4 separate regions of the Mus musculus genome follow, and all the other regions are linked to region 1. A link is a contact called in public promoter capture Hi-C data. All regions are on one chromosome and are shown on one strand. Each heading gives the region's core, a stretch centred on a gene start, on an enhancer-like site or on the middle of the called end of the contact. The rest is flanking DNA. Distances are from core to core; before and after follow the strand shown.

Region 1 (6,345 bases), core at 183-2,682:
CTTACCTTGCCAGGTCTGCCTTATTATTATGAACATTCAATGAACCATTTCATATTAAATCTAATAAAAATATATTTAATGGCTTACAGTTTTATTAAAACTTCAGAAAGCATTGTTAATTTTATTGCCAAGGATCAGTTTAGTATTCTAATTAAAATCCCAAAACTTTGAATTCAGGTATTTAAGTATTTCAATGATATTCATTTCATCTGTCATTCTGCTTCCTAACAAATCTACTTAACAGTCTGTAATCACTTATAAGATCTATAAAGATGTTCTTAAGCCACCAACTGGACTAGGAAAATGTACCAACAACGGAGTGGCCTCACATTCTGGAAGTCCCACAAATTGCATCATAATCTCACACTCTCTAAGCAGTGTGACTACCATTTCCTAAGGCCAGGGCCACATAAAGAAAGCACACTTCCAGCTCCTATCACAGCGAGTAAGCAATGGACAGCAGCGACAATATACTCTGATGCAGCAAGGTTTTTTACTTGAAGACAACTTCTGCACCTGAGATCAAGATATGCCAACCAAAGAGGAACAAAGAACTGTCTGTACTGAGAGACGCGGCTCACCTTCTCCCTAAAACAGTGACATTTTGCGTGTTACATTAACTTTTAAAGACACAGACGGCTCAGCCGTGAAGAGTCTCATTTCTGTATTGTCCCTAAAGTTATCCTGCTACCCTGCCACTAGGCCTCATACATTCAATTTGGCAGCTGTCAATTGGCAGGTGAAATGGGAAAGTTGTTTGGACGACAAACCGCTGCAATTAAAACTATAAGCCCCAGGGCCTGACTGATGGCAGGGTGCACTAGTTTAGAGACGTGAATGAAAACAGATCCTTGGAGGAGGAACTCGCGGGACGGTGTGTTGGAGCTGACCACGTCTGGGCCAGTCGGGCCTCAAGGTTACTTCCCCGCCGTAGGAGAGTAGGCCACCCCCCGGGTCATTAGGATGAGGCGAAAGGTAGGAAGGGGCAGGCCGCGCGTGGCAAGGGTCATTTACTCCTCCCCGAAACTGGGGGAGGGCCCAGGCCCCTGGACCAGCGTCCGGGTCGTGTGGGGCTGCGGGCAGTCATTCCGCAGCAGGGCCCTCCCGAGCCCGGGCTCGCGCTCCCCGCTGCCTCGGGAGGCCGCACCGAGCCGGCATAGAGGCGGGGCCGCGGCGGTTCCCGGCGGCAGGCCGCGTCCGGGCCCACAGCGGGCGTCTAAGTGCCTGTGGTCCAGCATCATCCCCTCGCGGGCCGCCCTCACCTTGGCCAAGGAGCGGTACACACGACTCCAGCTCTGCATCGTCCCTCGGTCCCGTCCCTCCAACCAGGGGTTTTCACCTCCGCTGAACGCCTGGTAAGACTTATCCAAGGTCTCCCCACCCTGCGCCTGCGCAACATATACGTCATCGCCGAGGAGCAGCGCGATTGGCCCGAAAGGCAGAGGCTTTCCGGTCGCTTCGTCGTGCGCTGTCGTGAAGGGCGCTGCGCTTTGTGGCAGCTGGGGAATTGGAGAACTGTTGCTCAAATGACTGGAGTAGAGTTGCAAATTATCCTTGAAAGACGAACTAGATAAATAAAAATGTTGTTTCTTCAGTAAAGCCCACAGAAAGTAAAGTTTAAATAGGAAAGGAAGAAAAGTTTGACAACTTGACAAGCTTATGGTTGTGCTAGATATTCGTGGGCAGTAGGCTTTATCTAGCTTTACAAAAACCGTATGAACTGTTTGCATTTTCTGGATGGAGCCCTGAGAGGTTAAAGAAAGCAAAGGAGAGGTAACTGCAGCTCTACGAACAAAGGCTTTGATTTTAACGGCTGGTTTACAATCTCTGTTCTCGAAGGCAATGGAAAGGATAGGCTTGAACCTTTCTTCACCAACATCCTGTTCTGAAAACTGCGCTAACAAAAAGTATAGAAAACAAGCTCCCTTCTATTTTTGTATTTTGAAAGCACGCCTCCCTTGTAGAAGAAACTAGAAGGGTTGGGATGGTGGGTGAGGTGTTAGGTTTTCATTGAGAGTGCACCTAAAAGATTGCTAACTGTTGTCTATAAGATTGAGCACAGAGCCTGGCGTGGTGGGCTACGCCTTTAATCCCAGCACTCGGGAGGCAGAGGCAGGCAGATTTCTCAGTTCGAGGCCAGGCCAGCCTGGTCTACAGAGTGAGTTCCAGGACAGCCAGAGCTCCCTATCTCGAAAAACAAAAACAAAAACAAAAAAAAAAAAAAAATTGAGCACAGAGATTTAAGGTCTGATACCACTTTGTAATAACAGTCTCTAGTTTAAACCTTAACTCTATACTTCTCAAAAGTTTACAGCCCAGGCACTGTACTGAACTCCATAGAGTTAGGGATTAGATGAATATTACTTCTTACCTATCTATGCCCATTTAGAAGGAAAAAGACATGAATAAATGATTTTTTAATGTTATGACGAAAGCTAGCTGTTACCAAATATTAATCACCACCACAACCCCTTTTTGGTTTCTTGAGAGAGTGTCTCATGTGTCCCAGACTGGCTTCAAACTCAATATAGAGCTTAGAATGACCTTGAATTTATAGTCCTCTTGCCTTCATCTCCTGAGTGCTGGGATTACAGGTGCCCACCACCATGTGTTGCTGATTGCTGGGAACGGAACCCAGAGCTTCTAGTATACCAGGCAAGCATTCTTCACCTGAGTTACATCTTAAGCCCTTGTTTTCCCCTTTCATAAGATAAGAGATTGTTCAGCTGGACAGATGGGTATTCAGAATAGCATTGTCTTTTCCGGGTCCCATACAGCTAAAGGTAGACGTATGATCAAATACTGGTCAATGATCTCCATTTATTGTTGCATCCAACTCGACCAGCAAGGAAAACGCAACCACCGGTTCTTCTTAAAGCAGTTTACTCAGGCAGCTTCTCTCTTCAAATCCCCCGCCTCTCGGGGTACAAGTGTTTTTATCCACTCAAGCCATAACCACGCCTCAACCAATCACCACAGGTCACATCACCTCACCAGGAAGGCTTGCTCAGCCAATCAGGGATTAAGGGCTAGCCATCCACCAAATATGGGCTTGTTTACTGCCTGGCACAGATTTCCGTCTGGGCTGGCCAGGGAGTCTGGAATGGCTTCCCACAATTCCCCCTTTTATATTCTTTTGAAGCAAGCTCCGTGGGTGAAGATAGAGGTCTGATCCCCAGTGTGCAGAAATAGGGGCCATGTACAGGATTGACTCTTAGGCTCACAGGGTTTTACCCAGAGCAACCCTGACCTGCTCCCATGCCGTTTTTCATGGGGGAAGAACACTAGGACACTCAACCCTCATGCAATCAGACGTACCTCCCAGAGATTGTCAAACAGCGTCCAGACTAACTTCTGTGCAGTGCTTAGCCTTACAACCCTGCAGAGCGATGGCTTCATTGTTCATTCTTCATGGCAACAAGCCAAATCTGAGGTGACTGCCCTGCTTCCACTGTGGCAAAAGCTTGCACCACCATGGCGGCAGTGTGGACCTGGGCATTCTGCAACCAACACATACACCATACACACAACATGCATGCCAAAACAAGGGCCACAGCAAGGGCACCTATCTCAGCCCATTCTTTCCTGATGCCAAGCCAGGATCCACTCGGGTAGAATTCACAGCGACAATCGCCGAGTGAAGCTCATTCATCTTGCCATCAAAATTTGCAGTCCAATTTCTTAATAGGAATTTCTTAACAGGATCAGCTTCTTCATTTTGACACTGTCGCACTATTCACTCTGGAACCCACACTGGCTCTGCGTGATTCTGTGGAAACATGCAAACAGACCCTCTCGCCCAGCCCAACACAGGATCTGGACCATTCCATGATCCTGTAAGCACATCCCTCCATTTAGCATACCCCAGATTACTGGGGCTGGTATTAGCATGTCGTTCAGCAGCAGAGCGACCTTCCTTATCCAATTGTAAACATTTTAAGGTAAAAAGAGCTAAGGAGAGTCTTATTTTTGGGGGTATGGCCATAGCCTATTCCCTGTCTTTGTTTTATTAATAATTCTTTTAAGGTTCTATGTGCTCGTTCAATGATTCCTTGGCCTTGAGGATTATATGGCAGTCCGTGTTTAACTTGTACTTCCATCTGTTGACAAAAAGACACCAGGGTTTTGGCAGTATATGCAGGGCCATTGTCTGTTTTAAGTTGTTGGGGTTTACCCCAAGCTGCCCAGGCCTCCAAACAATGCTGTATAACATGGGAGGCCTTTTCCCCTGCCATGGGAGATGCATAAACTATTCCTGAACATGTGTCAATGGATACATGAATGTATTTGCCAAATTCTGAAAAATGTGTCACATCTATCTGCCACACCTGTAGAGGGAGCAATCCTCTAGGATGCACTCCATAAGAAGGTGGGTGTTGAAACTCAAGGCAACATACACAGGTAGTGACTACATCCCGAGCTTGTGCTCTAGAGATTCCAAATTTTCTCTGCAGAGTTTTAGCATTAACATGAATTTTAGAATGAAATTGTAAGGCTAACTCCATAGGGGATGCTAAAAATATGAACTCCATACGAGTACAATTATCCACAATATCATTTCTCCTACTTAAGGGTCCTGGAAGCCCACTATGGGCACGGACATGTCCAATATATAATGGTTGGCGTCTTTCCCACAGCAACTTCTGTAATTGTAAGGCCAAGGCTTGGATGGTACTAGGAGCTTTTATTTGGCCAGCCACTTGTAGGGATAAAACTAAATTAAGTACATATTGTGAATCTGAAATTAGATTAAAAGGAAAATCACAATCCTTAATGACTTCAATAACTATTTGTAATTCCACCATCTGTGGAGTACAGGGATAATACTGCCTGACCACAGGAACTTTCCTCTCTACTATATATACTCCACATCCGGTTTTTGATCCATCAGTAAACACGTTAACTGCATCCTTAATGGGTGTTTTCCTCACCACTTGAGGGAAAATGACTGGATGTTCCTTAAAAAAGGTCATTAACGGATGTTTGGTATAATGATTATCAAATGGGCCCTCATTAATACAGGCTAAAATAGCCCACTCATCAATATTTGCTGTTAGGACCTTTTGCTGATACCCATCATAAGGGATTACAATAGAGCTGGTTTTTATACCAAAAAATTGTAAACAATGCTGAATTCCCAACAAGGCTAAAAAAGCCACTGTTGTAGGCTTTGTAATGATCTAATGTCCTCCCAGCGGATATTTTGGAATGGATCCATAACAATGGGCCTTCTTGCCACAATAATCCTGTGGGTTGCATCTCAGTAGGTAATATTATCAAAATGATGGGTAACCCTTCTCTACAATGCTGAAGCTGGGCTTTAATCAATTCTTCTTCCACTAGGGTAAGGGCCTTTCTAGCCTCAGGTGTTAGTTCCCTTTTGGAACTTAACTCTGAGTCTCTTTCTAAAATTTGAAACAGAGGTTTTAATTTAACATTTGGGATCTTCAAATAGGGCCGAATCCAATTGATATTGCCTAACAATTTCTGAAAATCATTTAAAGTATGCAAGAAATCAACCCTCAACTGTATCTTTTGAGGCCAAACGGCTGTAGGAGTGAACCTTGCTCCTAAATAGGACACTATTTTTTAACAAATCTCTACCCCATAAGGTAATGGGCAGCTCAAGCACATATGGTTGAAACATCCCATCATGCCCTTCCTTATCTTTCCAAGGGAGCATCCTGGCACTTATGTCTGGGCTCTTTGCATAGCCCAGGCCTGGTAATATTTGTTCTGACTCCTGAATCGGCCATCCTTTTGGCCAGTCCTTAAACCAAAAAGCAGTAAGAAAAATTACCCAAATGGCTAGAAAAAGAAAGTAATCCATAGATTGTCCCTAGTACCCTCTTACTTTCACTACCCTCTTACTTTCACTTTCTTGTCTCCAGAGCCAGAGAGCCTTATTGTCTCTTACCGAGAGCCTGTCTCTTTACTGAGAGCCTTATTGTCTCTTACCGAGAGCCTAATTGTCTCTTTACCGAGAACCTAATTGTCTCTTTACCGAGAGCCTAATTGTCTCTTTACCGAGAGCCTAATTGTTTCTTTACCGAGAGCCTAATTGTCTCTTTACCATACACATCCTGTCGACAGACCCTGACTGCAGAAAGTTCTGAACCTCTTCGGTGGGAGAGTCGGTTCCCAGGTTTCGGCACCACTTGTTGCGTTCAACTTGACCAGCAAGGAAACCACAACCACTGGTTCTTCTTAAAGCAGTTTACTCAGGCAGCTTCTCTCTTCAAATCCCCTGCCTCTCAGGGTACAAGCGTTTTTATCCACTCAAGCCACAACCACACCTCAACCAATCACCACAGGTCACATCACCTCACCAGGCAGGCTTGCTCA
Region 2 (6,596 bases), core at 2,913-5,412, 1.6 Mb after region 1:
AACAAAACTCAGGTAGGTTTTGAACTTAATTTTGAAGTATTCAAAACTAATTTTCAGGAAAAAGAAAGAAAACATTTAGTTGGGAATTAATTACAAAGACTTATTTTGCCAGTAAGGTGCCAGAAATCTTATATTCCCACCAAGCAAAGCAAAGCATATTTATAGCTACTCAGTGATATGATTTTTGTCTCAATAGAGCATCCTTCCTGGCCTCTGAACATCCATCTCTAAATCCCAGTGCCATAGTCCAGCAAATGTTCTGTAAGGGGCAAATAGAGAGTGAAATAGTGACAAATTATTTAGCATCTATACAGATCTACACACGACTTCAGATAGGGCAATTTGGCATTACAAGCATTATTTCTGTAATTGCCCTCATAAAAGAAATAAGAAGAGGACTGGAACAATGAGCTGGCAGCTAAGCATTCTGCCTGCTCTTGCAGGGGACCTAGGTGGGTATTAGCATTCATATGGCAGCTCACAGCCAACTATGACTCCAGTTTCAGGGGATCTCATGTTTGACACCCTCGTCTGTCCGGTCTCCACAGGCCTTTCCTCAGAGTTGAGGAAATGACCACAGTTGTAGGCATGGTTCACCGTCATCTTGAACAGTCTTCCCAGAGTTTGAACAGTTATGTTTTCAATGAAATGCTACTGTTATGGGAGTGTGACACTCTTGCAGACACCCCTGGCTCTGCCATCCACTCTTACCTCCTTCTCAGGCAGCAGTGCTACGTCACATGTGACTAAGGTTTCATGCTTCCTGTGGTTCCATTCAGATCTTATAAATGAATCCTGACAAGTGACCCGATGTGGCTCAGACCACACTAAGTGGTCTCTGTATTGAAAAAACAATGGCTCAGGGCCAATGAAGGGACCCTCTTAAAATTCAAGTCTGGCAGATTTCCTGGGAAGCTGTAATAAGACCTTCCACTGGTGGGTTTGAACAAGTAGGAGAGAAAGGAGTCAAAAAGTAAAAGAGAGACAATATAATGCATACCTCACAGGTTAAGAATCCAGCCTATCGTAATTCCTGAGACTACAATAATAGACAGAGAAAGCCACCACCACCACCACCACCACCACCCCCACCACCACCACCACCCTGAGAAATGCCTTAATCCCAGCACTCGGGAGGGAGGCAGAGGCAAGTGGACATCTGTGAATTTAAGGCCAACCAAGGCTACAGAGTGAGATCCTATCTCAAAAGAAAAAATAAAACAAGAAACAGGTTGAGATTATATCACCCAGGCTGGACCAACTTCAATTCCTGGACTCCACTAAAGAAAAGAAAAAACTATTTGTAATGATCCTCTTTCCTCAGTCTACTGAATAGCTGGAACTAAGGCAGATCTTGGAATACATTTGTCCCTGGGGCACTACCTGTACTAATAAGTGCGTTAAGACTATTATTTTAAATGTTCCTTTTGATGCTCATTTCCCTACAAATTAGCATAGACATTGAGAATGGAGCAATTTGGCTACCTTGAGCACAATAACTATGTGCTTAATAACAAATATCTTGGACATCTCATGGACACCCTGAGATAATTATGCAAAAACTGTAGCTGACTGCTCTGCTTCTTAAAGGCACAGTGCCATCCAGAGCTGTTTGAAAAAGTTTATCTAAGTTTTTTTTGCTTCCTCAATGCCCACTCTAGATGACCCTGGAATCATTCCCACAGTGACCTGACATGGAACCCTTCCTTTGGGGGTCTAGTGTTTTTTTTTTATTACGTATTTTCCTCAATTACATTTCCAATGCTATCCCAAAAGTCCCCCACACCCCCCCCACCACTCCCCTACCCACCCACTCCCCCTTTTTGGCCCTGGCGTTCCCCTGTACTGGGGCATATAAAGTTTGCGTGTCCAATGGGCCTCTCTTTCCAGTGATGGCCGACTAGGCCATCTTTTGATACATATGCAGCTAGAGTCAAGAGCTCCGGGGTACTGGTTAGTTCATAATGTTGTTCCACCTATAGGGCTGCAGATCCCTTTAGCGCCTTGGGTACTTTCTCTAGCTCCTCCATTGGGGGCCCTGTGATCCATCCAATAGCTGACTGTGAGCATCCACTTCTGTGTTTGCTAGGCCCCGGCATAGTCTCACAAGAGACAGCTACATCTGGGTCCTTTCGATAAAATCTTGCTAGTGTATGCAATGGTGTCAGCGTTTGGAAGCTGATTATGGGCTGGATCCCTGGATATGGCAGTCTCTAGATAGTCCATCCTTTCGTCTCAGCTCCAAACTTTGTCTCTGTAACTCCTTCCATGGGTGTTTTGTTCCCAATTCTGAGGAGGGGCATAGTGTCCTCACTTCAGTCTTCATTCTTCTTGAGTTTCATGTGTTTAGCAAATTGTATCTTATATCTCGGGTATACTAAGTTTCTGGGCTAATATCCACTTATCAGTGAGTACAGGGGGTCTAGCGTTAAGAGACAAATCTGTGATTAGCTCAGAGTGTTGGGTATAATTTATTTAAAACAAACAGTTGTGCTTGTCCAGTGTTGGTAGGTATAGTCCTTAGGCTACATCAGAGGACGTTCAGGCTCACTCAGTGTGCTGAGTCAGGATACTCTGGTGTTGTAAGCTCCTCTGGTATTGCAGCCTTACCCCCCCCCCCCCACACACACACACACACACAACTGCTCTTAGGTGGTCTTGCCTACTTTTAGTAGTGCAGGATAAGATGACACAGAACAGAAAGCAGCAGAGACTGGAAAGCAGTGGCGGCAAAATGGCACACACAGAAGTAGCAGGTACCCTGTGTCTAAGGCGGCAGAAGTGAACAGTCCTAGCAGCTGAGGTAGAGAGCCAAGACTAACGGATAAAACCTTATAATCAGCCAGAGAAGAGCAAGGGCAGGCCCTGGCACCACAAGAGCTCCAGATAGCTGTTAAGCCTTCAGGGCCAAAGGTCTCATCCTGGGCCAAGAGCTGCCAAGGGTTGAGGAACCCCAGTGTTCTAGACTTACAAACCGGAACATTTGTAAGGTTGAGTTATGAGGGCTGCAACACTAGAGGGTGCCACTTGCTGCTGCTTCTGTCGGGATTCAGCCACCACTCACTGCTGCCTGACAGAAATGAAGGCTACAAGAGACCAGCTCCTCACTTGCTTCCCCTGCCTATCCTTCCCACAATTCCTATCCAACTGTGCAGTCAAGCAAACCTCAGCCAGCTGCCTGGTGACAGGACTACAGGAACAAACCATGGGAGTACAAATTGTTTCAGACCTCTCAGCTCTATAAAGTTGCAAGATGAGCATTATCCCATCCTGTTAGCATCTATTTCATTTTGAAATTACATTGAATATATTTTTGGCTATTTTGTATAATTCTACTTTGAATACTTTTTCCTTTGAAGCACAGCTAAGTGATTTACTTGTGGGTTCCTATCCAACAGGTCTCAGCAGAAAATAACTTTTTTTTTTTAAGACTTAAAGAGAAATGCTGAGTGGAATACACGGAAATAAGAGTGAAGGAAGGAGGAAGTGTTAGCTTGGTAGTAACTGTTCATGGGTAGTGGTCAGTTCTAATGGAATACTCCACTGACATTTAGGAAATATAAATAAGTACCTGGGAGCTGGAACTAGGATCCTCTGTGGCAAAGATCTTCCTTCGATGTTGGTGTTATCTCACCATGCATGAAGACAGGCCACTATCCCAACCCTCCAAAAAAGGCCAGGCACAAGGAAGCCAGAGAAGAGATGTCTAGATTGGTCCCATTCTGGTGGCAGGAGGGAGTGTTCCCTAAGACAAATCATGAAAGATGAGTTAACTTGACCCCCCCCCACTCCCCCGCCCCCCCCCAAAAAAAAACGGCACGAAATACAGGCCTCGCCAAACGGGGATAGAGGTGGAGAGATGAGTTGTCCTGTGAGACCTGTCAAGCCATGATCTCAAATGGGTGGTCTTTCTCCTACTCTGGCTCCAACAACTTTGCGATGTCTGCGGAAATGTTTGGTGAATCATACGTTCAAGCACCCTTACATAAGGCAGGTTCGCCAGACGGCCGCAGTTTTGCAATAACTATGACTTTAAGGGCCCTGAACACGAGCTTTGAAGTGAGGCTTTGTCTGTGTACACACTTGACACATTTGCCCAAAAGTTCAGAGCACTGGGAAGAAAACGGGCCGTTGTGAGGGCGGGCAGTCACAGCCACAAAAGGGCATAGCAACCAGAACGCCACCGAGGTGGAGGGCCGTGCTGCGCAGGCGCAGCTGTCCCCCGACCCCACCCACCCCCGTCGCGCGCTCGCAAAGGCCGGAAAAGAGTCTGGGGCCTAGGGAGCGCGCGTGCGCGTTAGAGACAGAGCTAGGCTTTGGGGAAGGGGGCGCGGCACACGCATGGCTTCCAAAGCCAACATGGTTCGTCAGCGGTTCAGCCGGCTGAGTCAGGTGCGGCCGGGGGAGGAGCCAGCCCTTCCCAGTCCCTCCTCGGCCTGGTCTCGGCTCGCCCTCTCTGTCTCCTGGGCGCGGACTCAACGGCCGCCCGGCCCCGCCTTAAAGGCCAGGCCGTCCCGCCCCGATGCCCCTTCGTCCCCACCCCTCCGGCCCCGCCCCCAGCCCCGCCGGCTCCGCCTCCCGCTCTCGCCGCGGAGTCGCTCCGGTCTCGCCGCTCCCCTCCTCCGCCCCGCGTCCTGACTCTCTTCCCTCCTTTCCCTCAGAGGATGTCCGCCTTCCAGATCAACCTCAACCCGCTCAAGGAGCCGCTCGGCTTCATCAAGATCCTCGAGTGGGTGAGTGCAGCTTGCGACGCCGACCTCGCCCGGTCCAGCGCGGGGCGCCTTGCCGGGAGGCGGGGACGCGGTCGTGAGGGAGTCCCCCACGCTCGAAGGCCGCGGGGCGGAGATGGCGGCCGGCGTCGAGTCGAGTCGCCGGTGTGGGCGGCTTCTCCCGGCCGCCCCTAGCCGCGGAGGCGTGGAAGCTCGCTCGCTTTTTTTTCTCAGGCTCCACTGCCATCCGCAAAGGAAGACAGGATTTCCTGCTGCGGTCCAACTGATACCGACCGCCCGGAGGCCCGCGGCTTCCGCGGGCGAGGCTAGACCTGGGTTGCGCCCTTCGCTGGCGGCGGGTATGGGCTCCTGTTAAAAATAGTGTGTGTCAGAGAAGCCGAGGCAAAGCCCTTGCCCCGACGCATTAAATTGTCGGCCCATTTAACGCCTGGCCTGGACGTCGAGATTGTTTATAGCAACATCCTGCTTGGAAAGTCAGCTTTCTGCCCTTTCCTGCCAAGCAATCATTAACATCAAAGGAGACTTACAAGTTAGACCTTGTCACGTGCAGCTAGTTTATCAAGCTCTGCGATTTTCCTTCAAACTTAGCGGCCCACTATAGTTGGGTGCTGACTTGAAGAGTTAATGTAAGCACTTGGCATTTATTTGCCCCGTGTGCAGTCAGGTAGTGTTTCGTAGCCGATAACGTTTAATTCCTTCACAGTTCATGTTGAGGGTGAAAAATAAGAACTCTCCGGTTTCGTGCGTGTGTTTTAACGAAGAGCTTGAAGTTCTCCGATGACTGATGACTGCTCGCTCTGATTTTTGTATTTACACTTTATGCCTTCAATTTTGTGAAAACTGAAATGCTGCTCTTGCAACTGGCAAAAGACACGTGACTTTCTGTGCAACCCTAAGTTTAGAAGAAGGTTGTTATTTTAATTCCAAAAGTCATAGGGGAGAAATCAAAGAAATGTGTGTTAAGAATGAACCTTACATTTAGTCTCATTGAATGTTACAATTCAGTTTAATAATTTAGATTTTCACTTAAGTAAGAGGCAGCTTATATCTTTTCTTGAATATTTTAAAGTAGGAGTAATTTTGTTGTGTGCTGAAATTATCTTTAAGTTTCTTAAAATAATACTTTGAGTTTGAAAACCTTTTATTACACAGGCAGTAAGTTTGTAGTAAGACTATAGAGTGTTAATGGTGTAGTGAGTATTTACCCAACAAATATTTGAGTAGGTAGCATATACCAGCACTGTGCTAAATGCCAGCTTACAGATGTGAATCAAACTCTTTTTCTCATGATCATTCAAGGATGTAATGGAGACTATAAAAATGCCATATGGTAAATTGTGTGTTAGAGATACTTGTAAAGTAGTAGGTTAGACAGGAAAGCATCATTGGGGAAGACTTTATAGATGGAAGAATATTTGAAGAGTGAGTACTAGTGAGCTAGGGATTGGCTTTCTAGGCAAATAGAGTCCTGTTAGTGGGAGGAAAAGTTGAAGCAGCCTATGTAAGTAGGTTTTTGCTTGGATGAACATACTGGGCAAAAGTATGGTTCTAAATGATTATAACAAGTTCAAAGCCCTTGTTCCTTCTGAGGGTAGTCATGAAAAACTGGTCCTATGTGTACAAGCTATAGAATATCAGGTCGTATTTAGGTAGTTTCCAGTTAAGCTCAGATTCCGAGTCAATCCTTGGATTTGCCTGTTTAGAAAATTTTAGTTGTTAACAGTATAAAAATAGCCCAACGTGGAGAGAAACCTGCTGCTTTAGAAATTATTCGTACCTAAAATTAATTGTAGTAAGGATGGAGATGACTAGAAATTAAACTGTTTTATGATGATGATTCTATTTGTGACTTGGGTTGGTGATGGC
Region 3 (6,625 bases), core at 2,496-4,995, 1.5 Mb after region 1:
TGTAGGTGTGCAGAATGCAACAATCGCAGGATCCAGAGGTTTCCACCAAGGCAAGCCTGAGAAGTCAGTCAATGTAGCCTTTGGTTGGGATCCCACAGGCAGTCCTGTGAGGATGACATGTGAAACTGTAACAGTTAAAACTGAAGATATATTAAAAAGATGCTAGGTACATGGGACATTTCCATGAAAAGTTGCAGGCACAGAGCACAGCCAGCCCAAGAAAGAAACCTTATGGGCTACAATAAGAATGGCTGTTCAAGTTCAATTAGTAAAAACAAAAAAACAAACAAACAAAACCCATTATATAGATGGTCGTGTCACTACTATCCTTGATATTTGCTATTGTAAGTTATTTTATTTTAATATTATGTTCATGGATAAATTACGATTTTATGCAATTATGAGGAACAATGAGTTATTTTGCATATGTATACCATGTGAAATGTCTTGTAAATCAGGATAAAGAATTTCATACTATTAATATTTAAATATAATTGCTTTGATTAACTGTGCTTATATAAATTAACTAAAGCATATAGTTGAAATGGCTATTTTTTAAAAAGGTTTAAACTGTGTTAGATAAATTGGGGCATATGTACTTGTAACATGTTTGACACTGTTTCCCCTTAGGTCAGTGACAAACATTGAAGAGTGAGTTCAGGACTCTTACCTGTTCACTTACAAGGAAACAAAACAAAATGTGTCTTCAGAGACTTTCAAGGCAAGATTAGGTACGAAACCCAAGTGAGAATTACATCTGCTAACAGACGTAGGCTAAGATAGGTACCTAACAATCAATTGAACAAACAAACAAACAAACAAATTGTAATCAATCTATACAATCTGTTCTATATAGTCTGTAGGCCTTCAGTCTTATAGGAAGAACCAAGTAATATCTGACACATGGCCTATACATTTGGTTACCTTGGGAAAAGATGTGGTCGAAACTTAGCCTTCATTAGACTTACAGTAAAGATATAGTTTACATTTAATGTATATGTCAAACTATATAAATAGGTATGTTTATAAACATGGACTGATGAAAGCTAAGGTTTTTAATCTTGTACTATTTAATAGAATTTATTCCATATTCAAACAAATGGCTATCCAAGCCTCAGAGTTTCCATCCTGTCTGCATGCAGCCCCAATTGTCAGACATGAAGTTATGCTAGTTAGGATTTGACTTGTGTCCTGCTGTGTTTCTGATTTGCTTCGTTTCTATCCCTCATCCCTGTGTTCCCGTTTCTCTTTTGCAGAGCGGGAATGCTTACTCTGTACCACTGTATCTTGAAAGCTAACATTTTGTTTTGAACTCTGCAGAGAGCTTGGACTTAAAGTTTTGAGATATTAAGGATTCTTGAAGATGGACTAAATGCATTTTATACATCAGATGGTGATGAGTCTTTGACCAAAAGTAGAATTTTACGGTTTGAATAGGAACTGCCCTCTTCTGGCTTATATGTTGAGAGCTTGTCAGCTGATGGTACTATTTGGTGAGATGATAGAAATGTCATGATTTGGATGTTTGCTAGAAGAAGGTAATCAGGGCATGTTCCTGGGACTATACCTTGTCTCCATTCCTGCCCTCTCCTCACCACCTCCATTTTTGACTTCTATGAATCTTTCCTCTATCACTCATTCTGCCATGATTCCCTCCTCTACTCCAAGTCCAAAAAAGACAACACTGAGTGATATGGATCAAACTCTGAAACTATGAGCCAAATAGATGTTTCCTCTTTTATAACTATTTCTCTAAGGTATTTCCCCATTGCCAAATATCTAACACATGTGGTAAGAATAAATAGCAAGTCAGATGGGGCAAATTGGGGTCTGTGGCAAAGGCCTTGAGAACCAGAGCTAGTATACAGAGAGGGGAATGAGTGAGACACACAGCATATAAAGTTTGCAAGTCCAATGGGCCTCTCTTTGCAGTGATGGCCGACTAGGCCATCTTTTGATACATATGCAGCTAGACACAAGAGCTCCGGGGTACTGCTTAGTTCATATTGTTGTTCCACCTATAGGGTTGCAGTTCCCTTTAGCTCCTTGGGTAATTTCTCTAGCTCCTCCATTGGGGGCCGTGTGACCCATCCAATAGCTGACTGTGAGCATCCACTTCTGTGTTTGCTAGGCCCCGGCATAGTCTCACAAGAGACAGCTATATCTGAGACCCCAACTCTTAAAAGTTGATCTGCTTCCTTCTAGTCAGTCCACACTAGCATATAGCCCTTTGCGGGAGAGGGGCTTTTAAGAACTCTAAGAACTTCAATAGTCACCTTTTCCTCTAAAGATTGCTGTGGGATTAAGCCAGTAATATTCCTGCAGACCCTACTCTTGAACTTATCTAGCAATGTCAGTATGCTTACAATGTTAGCATTTTTACATTTTGGGCTTTTTCATTTTTATACAGGGAAAAAAACTGAAAGATTGCAAGATCAAATTTTGTTTTTAGAAAACACTACCGTGAACAAAGACTACTTTGTAATTAGAATCTTATCCCCACCCCCACCTCCACCCCCCACCCACCCCCCACCCCCCGCATAAAACAGCCTAAAATGGCGGTCAATTGTAGATGAATGGATGCTGTAGCTGAGCTCTTGGATCCTTTGAAAGCTGTTTGACTTTTCCTGGAGAAAAGTCTCAACAGTCCTTTGTGTCTTAAGGGGAAGGTTAAATTGAACCCTCTCAGACGATGAAGGGACAAGACCAAACTGAATCTAACATTGTTGAGAAGTCAAAGGCAAAAGGAAGCTACTAACTTGATGCAGTCTGTGCCAGTTTAGTTATACCGATTTCCCCCTGCTACTTGTATTCCATAAAAACAAAACAACAACAAAGCCTAAATCTTAGAATTCTTAAATGCTATTAAACATGCAAAGGGAATTTTAGTTCTATGCAAAACAAATTTGCAACTCTGTATGTGAAAACTGAACAAGAGGACAGGCTCATGGAAGTTGGGTGACGTCATCAGACGTCACTTCGCTTATTTGGGAGGTTACTAGCTCTTTCCCCCACGATTTAATGATTTAAAGGAAAACAAAAAACCAAAAAACAGATCCACTGTATAAGACTTGGCTGTATGCCTTTTACTTCCCAACAATATTAGATTCAATTTGGTCTTGTCCCTACATTGTCTGAGAGGGTTGAATTTAACCTTTCCCTAAGACGCAAAGGCTTTTCTCCAGGAAAAGTCAGCCTTCAAAGGATCAAAGAGCTCAGCTACAGACTGAGCGCGGAGAAAAGCAAGTCCACGCGCCAGGGCAACTCAGACCGCAAGCAGCTCCTCTGATTTTAAAGGAAAATCTAGAGGATCGGAATCCACAAGACGGATGGGGACCAAAGATTCCATCCATCGTCCAAGCGGGAGACAAAGGTAATTCAGCGCGTGCGGGAACAGGGAGACGACAGTGGGTGGCTCCTTGGCCTTAGCTGGTGGCGTGACTCCAACAAGACTCTCAGGACGAGCAGGGACTGGGTAGGACAAGAGGAAGGTCCGGGTTGGGGCGGGCAAAGAGACTCCCGGCAGGAGGGGCGAGGCTGGGAACGCCAAGCCACGCCCCTGCATCAGACCACGCCCCTCAGAGGCAGGCGCCCAGGTCACGCGCTGGGGTGACGGTCGGCTTTAGGCCCGGGGCGGGCGCAGCTGAGGCAGAGCGCGTGCCTCACGTCCTCCTCAGTCCCCCCCGCCCCTGCGCTGCGCACGCGCAGCCGTGCCCCGCCCCTTGTCCCCGGGATGGGCGGGGCGCGGAGCCGCCGGGAAAGCCGCCGGAGCGCGCTGGGCAGGGGAGCGCGCTAGCCTCCACCGCCGCGTCACGGACCTGCCCGCCCTCCCGGCCCCTCCCCGCGCTCCGTTCCCTGCTCTCCCGCCCCCCTGCGAGCGAGCGGTGACTTAAGCAACGGAGCGCAGCGAAGCCCATTTTTCTCCTTGCTCGCAGCCGCGCCGGGCAGCTCGTGGCGCGGCGTCTCCGCTCCGGCCCGAGATGAATGCTGCGGCAGAAGCCGAGTTCAACATCCTGCTGGCCACCGACTCGTACAAGGTGGAGTTGCGATGGGGGGGGGGGGGGGTCTCCGGGCCCGGGGCGGCGGGAGCCGGCGCGGCGGGATGGGGCAGGTGGAGGAGCCGCAACGCGGTGGCTGAAGGATGGAGGCGCGGGCCGGAGGCGGGGCCTACGCCGCGGCGGGGGCGCGGCCGGAGGCTCGGCGGGATGGGCGCACGCTGCAGCTACCGTAGCCGCCGGCGGCCTTGGCTCTGGGACAGGGAGGACTGGATGAGACCGTGGGACGATCGGGCCGGTTAGGTAACAGCCCCTGGCTCGGCAGGTACGGTCCTGCCCCGGGGAGCTCGGGGAGAGGTCCTGGCGGTGTGCCCCTCACCCAGCCAGTGGTCCCAGCGCGGAGGATAACCCGGCCCCGGGAGCCGCGTCTGATTCAGCTGTCCCACTCGGTGGGGTTGCATTTCCAACTCCCTTGCACCTAGGGATCATTCACGTGCCTGCCCCCTGGTTGCAGAGGCCAGTGTGCTCTGGCTCTCCAGGATCAACTACGTGATTTCTGTGAAATGGAAAGTGAAACACCAAGAGTTAAAGGAACTGGAGTTATAACCCTGGAGAATTTGTGGGGAGAGTAAAATGGCACATTGCTTTAAGGTGCCTATTGAGTTGACTCTTGCACTAATTCCATTTGATATGCACCTTAGCCAAGAGAGGAATGATGAAGAAATGCCCGCCCGCCCCCCCCCCCCATACACACTGTGAAATGAACTGCACTGATCTTCAGTTAAGTTTGTTAGCCAAGACGCTTAAAAGATAAAATGTCAGACTAGTAGGACCCTCGCGAGAACAGATTAAATTTTAGCTTTCAAGTTTAGTATTTACTTGAACATCGTGATGGTTTTGAGTAGCGATTTAGGCGTAGTACTCTCGTGGTTTTGTTTTGGTTCTTTGCTTTTTACTTTTTGTAGCCCTGTAATCTGAATGTTTCAGAGTCCCATTTGCTTACATACTAGTTTGTCCTTTTTTTTTTTTTTTTTTTTTTTTTGGTAAACTATTGTAAGTAAGTAATTTTTCATTTTAAAGGGTCCAAGATTTATCAACAGGTGGTCTTTCGCATGGAATTTCATTTTACTTCATTTTAGTTTTTTGAGGCAGAGTTTCTGTGTAGCAGCCCTGGCTGTCCTAGAACCTGCCTTGTAGACCAGGCTGGCCTTGAACTCAGAGAGCTGCCTGCCTCTGCCTCCTAAGTCATGGAATTAAAGGTGTGTGCCTCCACATCCTACTTCAGATGGGATTTTAAAGTGGAAATCACCTTTTCAAGATTATTACCATTTCTGTTGTGGTACTGGAGGCTCTAAAATCTCTGCATGATGTAGTTCAGTTGAAGTGTTTTGGGTATTCTTAGTGATTTTAGAAAAGCCTCATTTTGTAAAAGTAAAATATCAGTAAATATCCCAAGATAATTTTCAGATATTTTACTGTATTATGTGTAAACGATTGAACGTAAAGGGAAATATAAACAGACTTAAAAGTCCAGGCTTAGGAGGGCACATAATTATTTTAATCCCAACACTCAGAAACCAGAGAGGCAGGCTTCTGTGAGGTCCAGGCTAGTCTGCTCTACATAGCAGAGAAGGAGCAGCTGGAACTACAGGGTTTATCAAAAAGAAAGCAGTAGCTCCTCCCGCCATTGTGAGTGCCAAGTGTGACACTGCTGCAGGTCACAGTGGTGTTTTGGAGATGTGTTTAGTTAAGAAGTAATCTTAAAGCTTTCTAATGTCCTAGCAAGTCCTGCTTAGCTGAGGGAATTTTATTTGCATATAATAAATTTTATTCCTGACCGGTGGTCTCAGGGGGCTAATATTAAAGTATTTATCCTTCTTGTCTTTTTAATCCTAGGTAGAGAGGTAGCAAGAGTGCTAAGCACGATATTACAAGTAATGAAAATTCTTTCATTTGGCAATTATATATTCTTGTCAGATCTCAAAAATTCGTGGCTGTTTAGAAGAGAGTGGCTGGAGGATGAAGAGATTCTTCTAAAATTAAAGGGAAATGGTTTCCTAAACTACACAGCAGAGAAGGCGGTGGCCAAGCATATAGCAACATGTGGGATACATTTTCACAGTGTCCTTAAGAAAGGGCAGGACACTCGGGGCTAGTGCAGGGGCATTTGAAGCACACTTCCATTTCTGGGATCTCGTATTTCATTGTGTGTAATAAGGACCTGAGAACACAGGCAGATGCAGCTCTTCAGTTTCATCTTGAGTTTATTTTCCAAATAAAAAGGGCCTGCTCTTACGGCTTCAATCATTTATATTTTCAGAATTGCTTAGGGCACATCTCCTACCCAGCTTTAGTGACATTGCACTAACCCAGCTAGGGAGAATGGGTGTGAGCCACTCCAGCCATTTCGGTGGTTGGATTGCATTCGGGACTTTCCTGTAAAGGAGACGTGGTTTTTCCTTTGAACTTACCTCTGGGATAATCAGAAATAACCAGAAAGCAGTCAAAGATGATTTTCTTTTGGATTCCACAAAACTGTATACTTTTTTTCCTGAATAAGCGCCTACAGCAGAGAATAGTTTTAACATTTTTTTCAACATTTTATCTCTAGCAGATTAGCAGAAGACACT
Region 4 (6,675 bases), core at 1,530-4,029, 1.8 Mb after region 1:
AAAGACCCCCACCCCAAAGTGATACACCTCCTCAAACTCCTTCCCACATAGTTCGACCCACTGGGGTCTAGGAGTTCAAACCAGCACAAACCCTTCCTTCTTTAAAGGGGATCTGTCACAGTGAGAAGAATAAACAGGAGAGAGAATGCCCAAGGCACTGTGTAATGGGAATCTCTGTGATCCATCCTTTCATTACCAGAAGGAAAACAATCTTCAGAATTCAATATTAAATTTCTTTTGTAAGGAACAAGAAATCTGAAGACAAACGCAATGTATAGAGATTCCCATTTTGCTCTCTATTAAGAGACCTTGTCGTTATGAAGCAAAGGCAGCTTTGTCCTCGGTGGAAGAGTTTCTGCGGGGTCTACTCTGTCCTGGAAGGTTATCCGGTGCTGCCAGACAGTAATGTCTGGGACAGAAGTCTCAGAGTTTCTTCTGGAAGCAATCACGTCAGAGAGCTGGCCTCTTTCCAACTGCCAGCTGCTAATCCCAGCATCTCATGCATCCTGACTAAAGAAACAGGCCTCAGACATGGGAGGCCGAGGCGGGAAGATTGCTGTGAGGTCACAGTGAGTTTGAGGCCATCCTGGGCTATAGTGTGATACCCCATTTCAAAACAAAACAAAACAAAACAGAAACAAGCAACCAAAACCAAAACCAATGCAACTACTGAGAGCAAGTGAGGGAGGGGGAGAGAGAGAGGGAGGGAGGGAGGGAGGGAGGGAGGGAGAGAGAGAGAGAGAGAGAGAGAGAGAGAGAGAGAGAGAGAGAGAATCATGACAAACATGTCTTATGACTCACTATGTATCAGGCCTTATTTATCTGCAGGGCTCAGCACCCTGAATTTCCCCTAATACATTAACTTAAAGAGAACAGCAGCTTTGGGTGACCATTCAACGGATCAAGAAAGCTGAGGTTCAGTAGGATTCGGGACATTGAATCACATGCTCACACTATCCCACGCTCCCTCAAGCTCCCCTCCCCCAACTACATTAAGCAATGAGGGCTGGCTTTGTTTCAGTGAGTACGCGTACATCAGTTTTCAACTTCTTCCCAGGTGAGCTAAGGGGTAAGAAAGGGCTACCATTGCTCCTATGGTGGCCCTGGCAAGTGACAGTGGTTAGGAACAGAGCAGGATCCACTAAGTCCGAGCCACAGGGAGTACAGAACTCTTTTGCACATCCTAGGAGACAGGAGTCTGTTGACTCTGCCAGGAGCAAGGGGACTGGAAAGCAGAGGACACATTCCCATGGAGGTTGCCCTGCCCTGCCAGAATGCAAATGTCCTGGGTTCCTTCAGTTCTACTTATCAAAAAGAGTCTGTTCATCATGCCCGGCTCATTCATGGCTGGGCTCTAGTGCTATCCATTAACAAAGAGCTGAAATCCCTCCAACTGGTATTCCTAGGTGGCGAGGAGGATTTCTGATGTTAGTCCTGTTTCTAATCTATCACCAGAAGTGAGGTAGGAAAAATAAACAACATGGTCCAACCAGCAAGGTGGGTGGTACACTTGCCTTCCAGGTGCTGAGAAATCTTAGAGAAAAACGAATGGTGTAGGTAGCAAAGTCCTCACAAATTGAGATGCTCAGAGAAATTTAGCAAGAGTGGCAGATGGGATAGATGGATTCATTTAAGTCGAAGTCTATTAAGCAATTTTGGGGACATGTTTGAATGGAACATGTTGGTTTTTTCCTAGCTGCCTCCAGCTAGCTCCCAATGATGGTCCTAGTAGGACACAAGACGTTACACAGCTAAGCCACACCATCGACCCACATATGCTTACATTCACCCAAGGTTCTGCATGGTCCCCTTTTCTAGGCAAGACCAGACCTCAGCTTACTATAAGATCTTCCCAATTTCTAATATGCAGAGCAGATTCCGTTTTCTTGGTGACACATTTTTTCTGAACACTCTTAGCTCATTTCAACTTCCGCCAAGGAACTGGCCCTGCCGTGAAAGTCCATACCCTTGCCACACTGGTCTGGGGTCACTGTACACATGCCTAGCTTCCCTGAAGAGCTAAGCATGATCGTTCTCCAGCTGCAGCTCTGTGAAGACCAGGATGGATCTCCCTCTCTCTCTGACCCTGGGCAACCGGTCCATGAGAAACAATGTTATTTAAAAAGATGCATGGGTGAAGTAATGTCAGGTACAGCGCCTGGCTCATCTAAGATGTCAAGGTCTGAGAAATATTTCCCAAACCACAAGTATTTAAAGTAAGGTAATTCCTTACCCACTGGCACCTTAGTTAGGTAGCAATTCATCCAAACCTGAGAATTATCCATGTCCCATAGAGGCAGGCCCACTCGCGCACACACATCACAGCTGAAAACAAGCCTCCAGAGGTTCCTTCCCCGCCCCCATCCTAATGCAGGTTTTGAGGTTCATGGTGCTGAGTGCCAGGACATTCCAGCCCCACCAGAATACAGCCCAGAATTAAGCAACGCTTCAGTGTGGAGCAGAAGGGCTCCCGGGGACAGCAGTGGTAAGAATGGAAGGATGCTTCACAAATAGAAAAGTTATTGATTACGGGGGTAAGGGTGTCTTTACAGTTTAGGGAATTCCTAGTAAGCAAACAATTCTAAAGAGGTAACAGAAGGTTAAGGTCTCATTTACCAGCCCCTAGGGTCAGAAGAGACATCTCAAAGCGCCACGCGTCTACACACCTGGCAGTCAGGTTCTCCGGTGATGCGAAGTCCTCTGGCCAACCTGCTTGCTCTGTGCAAGTGCTGGGTCTGAGGGAGGGGCTTAGCATCACCCAAGAGCCTTGAGCTCGCTCAGTCTCTGGTGTGCGCGGAGCAAAGTCTCCGCAGTGGCTCTACCAGCTGGGACACACAACCATCGCACAGATCCCCGGGAACGCCAGAGACAAAATGATTTTGGAATTTTGCCTGCTATGAAACCAAGGATGGGATGATCACTCCCCTTGCCCCCACTCACCGGTTTCTCGGAGTTATGTCCATTTCCCCTTTGCTTCTGACTCCTGAAGGCATCTGCGAAGAGACCGGATTCCAAGGCTCACCGAGAGAGGAGACAGGGTGAAGTGGATGGTAGCTGGGAGGTGTACTCTCTAGAGTCCCTGCTCTACCCTGAGGGATAAGGATGGAGGGGTGCAAAACAGCCGATTTCGTTCCCACTAAGCCTCCGGGATCCTTCTGGGACGTCGCATGGTGGGTGACTGGGACTCTGGGAGGAAGAGACTTGCAGCGAGCAAAACTTTCGGTCCTCCAGCGGCGACTGGACGAAAGAACCTGTGCTTCTTCCCGGGGTCGCGCCAGGGTTGCTGGCTGGACAGGGCGGCGGGGCGCAGCATCCTGGCGCGAGGCGACCCTGCCCGGCTGAACCGGCGGCGCACTCAGGCTCTGCTCTCAGCCTGCCGGACTCCGCGCTCTCCCGAGCCCCGCGCACACGGCGCCTCTCTGGCGCCCCCAGCGGCTGCACGCAGCACAGCAGGGCCGGGCAGGGCCGAGCGCGCCCCGCCTCCCGCCTCCTCCGCCGCCCTCCTCCCCCTCTCAGAACACTCAATGTCGGAACGTTCCGAAGATGACGTCGGAGCGTTCTCGAATCCCGTGTCTCTCGGCTGCTGCTGCCGAAGGAACAGGGAAAAAGCAACAAGAAGGAACAGCAATGGCGACACTGCACCGCAAAGTGCCCAGTCCGGAGGCGTTTCTGGGCAAACCCTGGTCCTCCTGGATCGACGCCGCCAAATTACACTGCTCCGACAGTAAGAACCCCACCGCCTGTACCTCCTTTTATTATCCTGTAACCTTTCCATTCACCTAGAGCCACTGGGAAAAAGTGTGTGTGTGAGAGAGAGTGGCCCCCGGCGTCCTCCATGCTTCTCTCTCTCTCTCTAAATAAATACACACAGACACAGACCATCAGAGCACAGAGAGGCCCGGCTGCCAGCAAAGCTGTCTGTCTGTCTGTGCCTGGCTCTCCGGGGCAGGCAGCCTGCGGGGTGGGCTTTCGCAGCCCCACGGTGGTGTCTGTTTAAAAGGCGACTCTGTTGCTGCTTGCATAGTTTTTTTTTTCCTTTCCTTTTTTGGGGGTACCTATCTGGGCCAGGTAGATGGAAAGCCAGACTCGGGAGAAAATGTTGCATTGTCAAATTTTGCAAGATTTTCAGATACAGTATTTAGATCGATCTGTTTGTCAATAAACACTCTCCCTCCCCCCTTGACTTTGGCATCCCCCCTTTTTTCCTCATTTTCTTTTTTCCTTTTCTTTTTCATCTGCAGATGTAGATTTAGAAGAGGCTGGAAAAGAGGGTGGCAAAAGCAGGGAGGTTATGAGGCTTAATAAAGAAGGTAAGTGGAGCTCTTGGCATGTTAGTGTTAGCTTGTGTGGCAGAGTCTTCACAGGCTTTGGAATATAATGTGAATTGTTCTGTTGGGTACAGAGTGACTAAGGCTTGTCAGAAATTGAGCACGCCCAGGTGACTACTGCTTCACTGTTAACTTCCTTCTTCGAAGTATAAATACAACTTGGGGGGGGGGTCTTTCAGTGTGGGGGAGGCTGTGGAAGGCAGAAGTTTACTGCACTCCGCTGGAGTCCACATTGGTCTCTGCCATTCTCCTTGGAGCACCATTGGCCAATGGTGGTGGTGGGGTTTGAAATCCCTGAGTGAGGAGGCATGGGGCTCCCTTCACAAGCATTCCAGCCTCCCTTGTATGTAAATTCACAAGTTTTAATGAACCCCACATGGTCGGTCATTCCGGCAGCTTCTCCACTCTCACTGAAAACCGTTGCACATGGCAAGCCTTGGCTGCAAGTAGCATTTTGTTACTTGTTGCTGGTCACGGTCACAGACTGTAGGCAGTGACCAGGGTTAGGGGTTATCAATATGTGCAGATCTTTGGCCTGCACTCTGACCCCTCCCCCCACAAATCTGTGCTTCCCAGCATGAAAATATGATACCTGAAAGGGGACACATTGAACAGACAATGACCCCAGATCTGGCATGTGAGTGAAGCCATTATGTCAGGCCTGGGCACACCATACACCTTTGGTTGTTGTAAATCAGTGATCCTTGTTTGCAAGCCTGCCATTGGTCACTCTGGCCTCTGGCTTCAAATGGAGCCACACTGGAGGACCTACTTTGTGCTTAAAGAAAGGATGGGTTCGTTTGAATTGTGATGCACTATCTGGAGTCTTGTATGGAGAACTGGCCGAAATTGGTGGTGGGAAGGAGTCATGGAGGGGCCAGAGGAATTGATGGGGGTTGTCAAAAAAGTTCAGACGTAACTTGACAGTAGGAGCATTTTCTCATCCGCGGCGAGTGGAGAAAAGCCATTCGAGTCTGCAGCCTAGTCCACTGGTGAAAGGGGGTGTTGCCCGCAGAGGTGGATGAGACCTGCTTGGAAAGTTGGGACTTGCGGACTCACACCAAGAATTGCCGATTTTCAGTGCCACACTATTTCCTGACCGTCCAGTAAGACGAATCGCTTGTGTTTCAGGAAAGAACGTGGACATTAAAACATTTACATCTTAACTCAAGGGCTGTTCTCCGGCACTGTGTTTCTGCTAATTAAGTACTTTGGGAACAAAACATTATTCTAAAGATGTTTGCCTCTAAATATCTTAGCGTGATCTTGATGCGTGTGTTTAGGATCCTCGGGGGACTGGCGTCAAGCGGGCTTCTTACAAGTGGCAGCTTATTGGTGCTAAATGTTCATGTGTGTTGGCAATGGAAAGGGATCCCCAGTGGTCGCCTCTCTTCCCAGGAAACTCTTGAGGTCTTGAACCTTTTAGAGAGCTAAGCTCTCAGACCACCAGCACTGTATGCTAAAGTTGACTCAAGGCTGTGGCGTGCACAGGATTGGCACGTGGCAGGCCAGGGTGATGAGTTAGGACCATAACCCACAAAATTTATCTTCCTGCTGCCCCATCTATGTCAGACTGCTCTTGTTCTCAGGTTCTCTTTGCTGCACGAGCAAGGGAGAATGAAATGCTCTCCTTCTCTCAGAAATCATAGTCTTGCTTCTTCTCTCCTCTGTCCTGTGAGGGTACAAGGATTTGCTTCGAATTGAATGCGTTTGCAGGAGGGACACCCTGTCGCTGTTCAGTGTCCCAAGCAGTTGGCTTATATAGCCAGGCATGGACTTAATCTCTTTGTTGTGGGCCTCGTGGAGTGGCCTTGGGTGACAATGAGGAATGAGAAGTTCCTGAGGTCTTCCTAGTGTAGGAACGCAGCTTTTCTTACAGAGAACATGTGTGTAGCAAGTGCATGCCCTTTGGTAAGAACTTAAGAGTTGGGCCGAGGCTCTGTGTCACAGTGTGGTCACATTGGGCCCCCTTGTTGGAGTAATCAAGTGGGAGGCCTTAGGGTGGGCAGATACTTGTGAAGGATGATTGCAGGACCCAGCGTAGCCCCTGTGGGACTCTGTGCATCTGTGTTTATGAACATACATGCCTGGCCATGGTGCTGTTGGCTAGAAGCAGGTCTTGAGGAGAAATATGGTAATAAAAGAATAAAAGTTTAGGGTTGCAATTGAGAAATGGCAGGACATACTGTTGCAGTGCCAAGTATATAACATAAAACCTACCATTGTAAGCTTTCCTGAGCACATAACCCAGTGGTATTAAGTATATTTACAGTGTCTTACAACTGTCACTAATCTTCATTTCCCGGCCTGTTTACCGTCTCAGCAGACGTAATCATATGTGCGATGA

The links. Promoter capture Hi-C pulls out the DNA fragments that hold promoters and counts their contacts.
Region 2: a promoter capture Hi-C map of pre-B cells shows a contact between it and region 1, with 4 times the contacts expected there. The contact joins the promoter of 4933406C10Rik here to the promoter of Dld in region 1. A contact is called at or near these places in 4 of 39 promoter capture datasets (erythroid cells, hippocampal neurons, liver and 1 more).
Region 3: a promoter capture Hi-C map of pre-B cells shows a contact between it and region 1. The contact joins the promoter of Nampt here to the promoter of Dld in region 1. A contact is called at or near these places in 4 of 39 promoter capture datasets (hematopoietic stem and progenitor cells, hippocampal neurons, liver and 1 more) and 2 of 484 Hi-C or Micro-C datasets (CD8 T cells and pre-B cells).
Region 4: a promoter capture Hi-C map of liver shows a contact between it and region 1, with 5 times the contacts expected there. The contact joins the promoter of Atxn7l1 here to the promoter of Dld in region 1. A contact is called at or near these places in 2 of 39 promoter capture datasets (liver and pre-B cells).

The regions. Positions count from the first base shown.
Region 1 is chr12:31,350,039-31,356,383 of GRCm38.p6, forward strand. Dld (dihydrolipoamide dehydrogenase) reads right to left here and starts at 1,433. Exons shown (of 14, transcript NM_007861.5): 1 at 1,263-1,433. The coding sequence starts at 1,301.
Region 2 is chr12:32,949,627-32,956,222 of GRCm38.p6, forward strand. 4933406C10Rik (RIKEN cDNA 4933406C10 gene) reads right to left here and starts at 4,163. Exons shown (of 6, transcript NR_044986.1): 1 at 3,879-4,163; 2 at 3,572-3,745. Sypl (synaptophysin-like protein) reads left to right here and starts at 4,560. Exons shown (of 5, transcript NM_198710.3): 1 at 4,560-4,733. The coding sequence starts at 4,665.
Region 3 is chr12:32,816,590-32,823,214 of GRCm38.p6, forward strand. It overlaps Nampt (nicotinamide phosphoribosyltransferase), which reads left to right and starts at 3,746. Exons shown (of 11, transcript NM_021524.2): 1 at 3,746-4,037. The coding sequence starts at 3,981.
Region 4 is chr12:33,144,192-33,150,866 of GRCm38.p6, forward strand. Atxn7l1 (ataxin 7-like 1) reads left to right here and starts at 2,780. Exons shown (of 11, transcript NM_001374022.1): 1 at 2,780-3,724; 2 at 4,242-4,310. The coding sequence starts at 3,544. It overlaps F730043M19Rik (RIKEN cDNA F730043M19 gene), which reads right to left and starts at 3,395. Exons shown (of 6, transcript NR_015602.3): 1 at 2,941-3,395.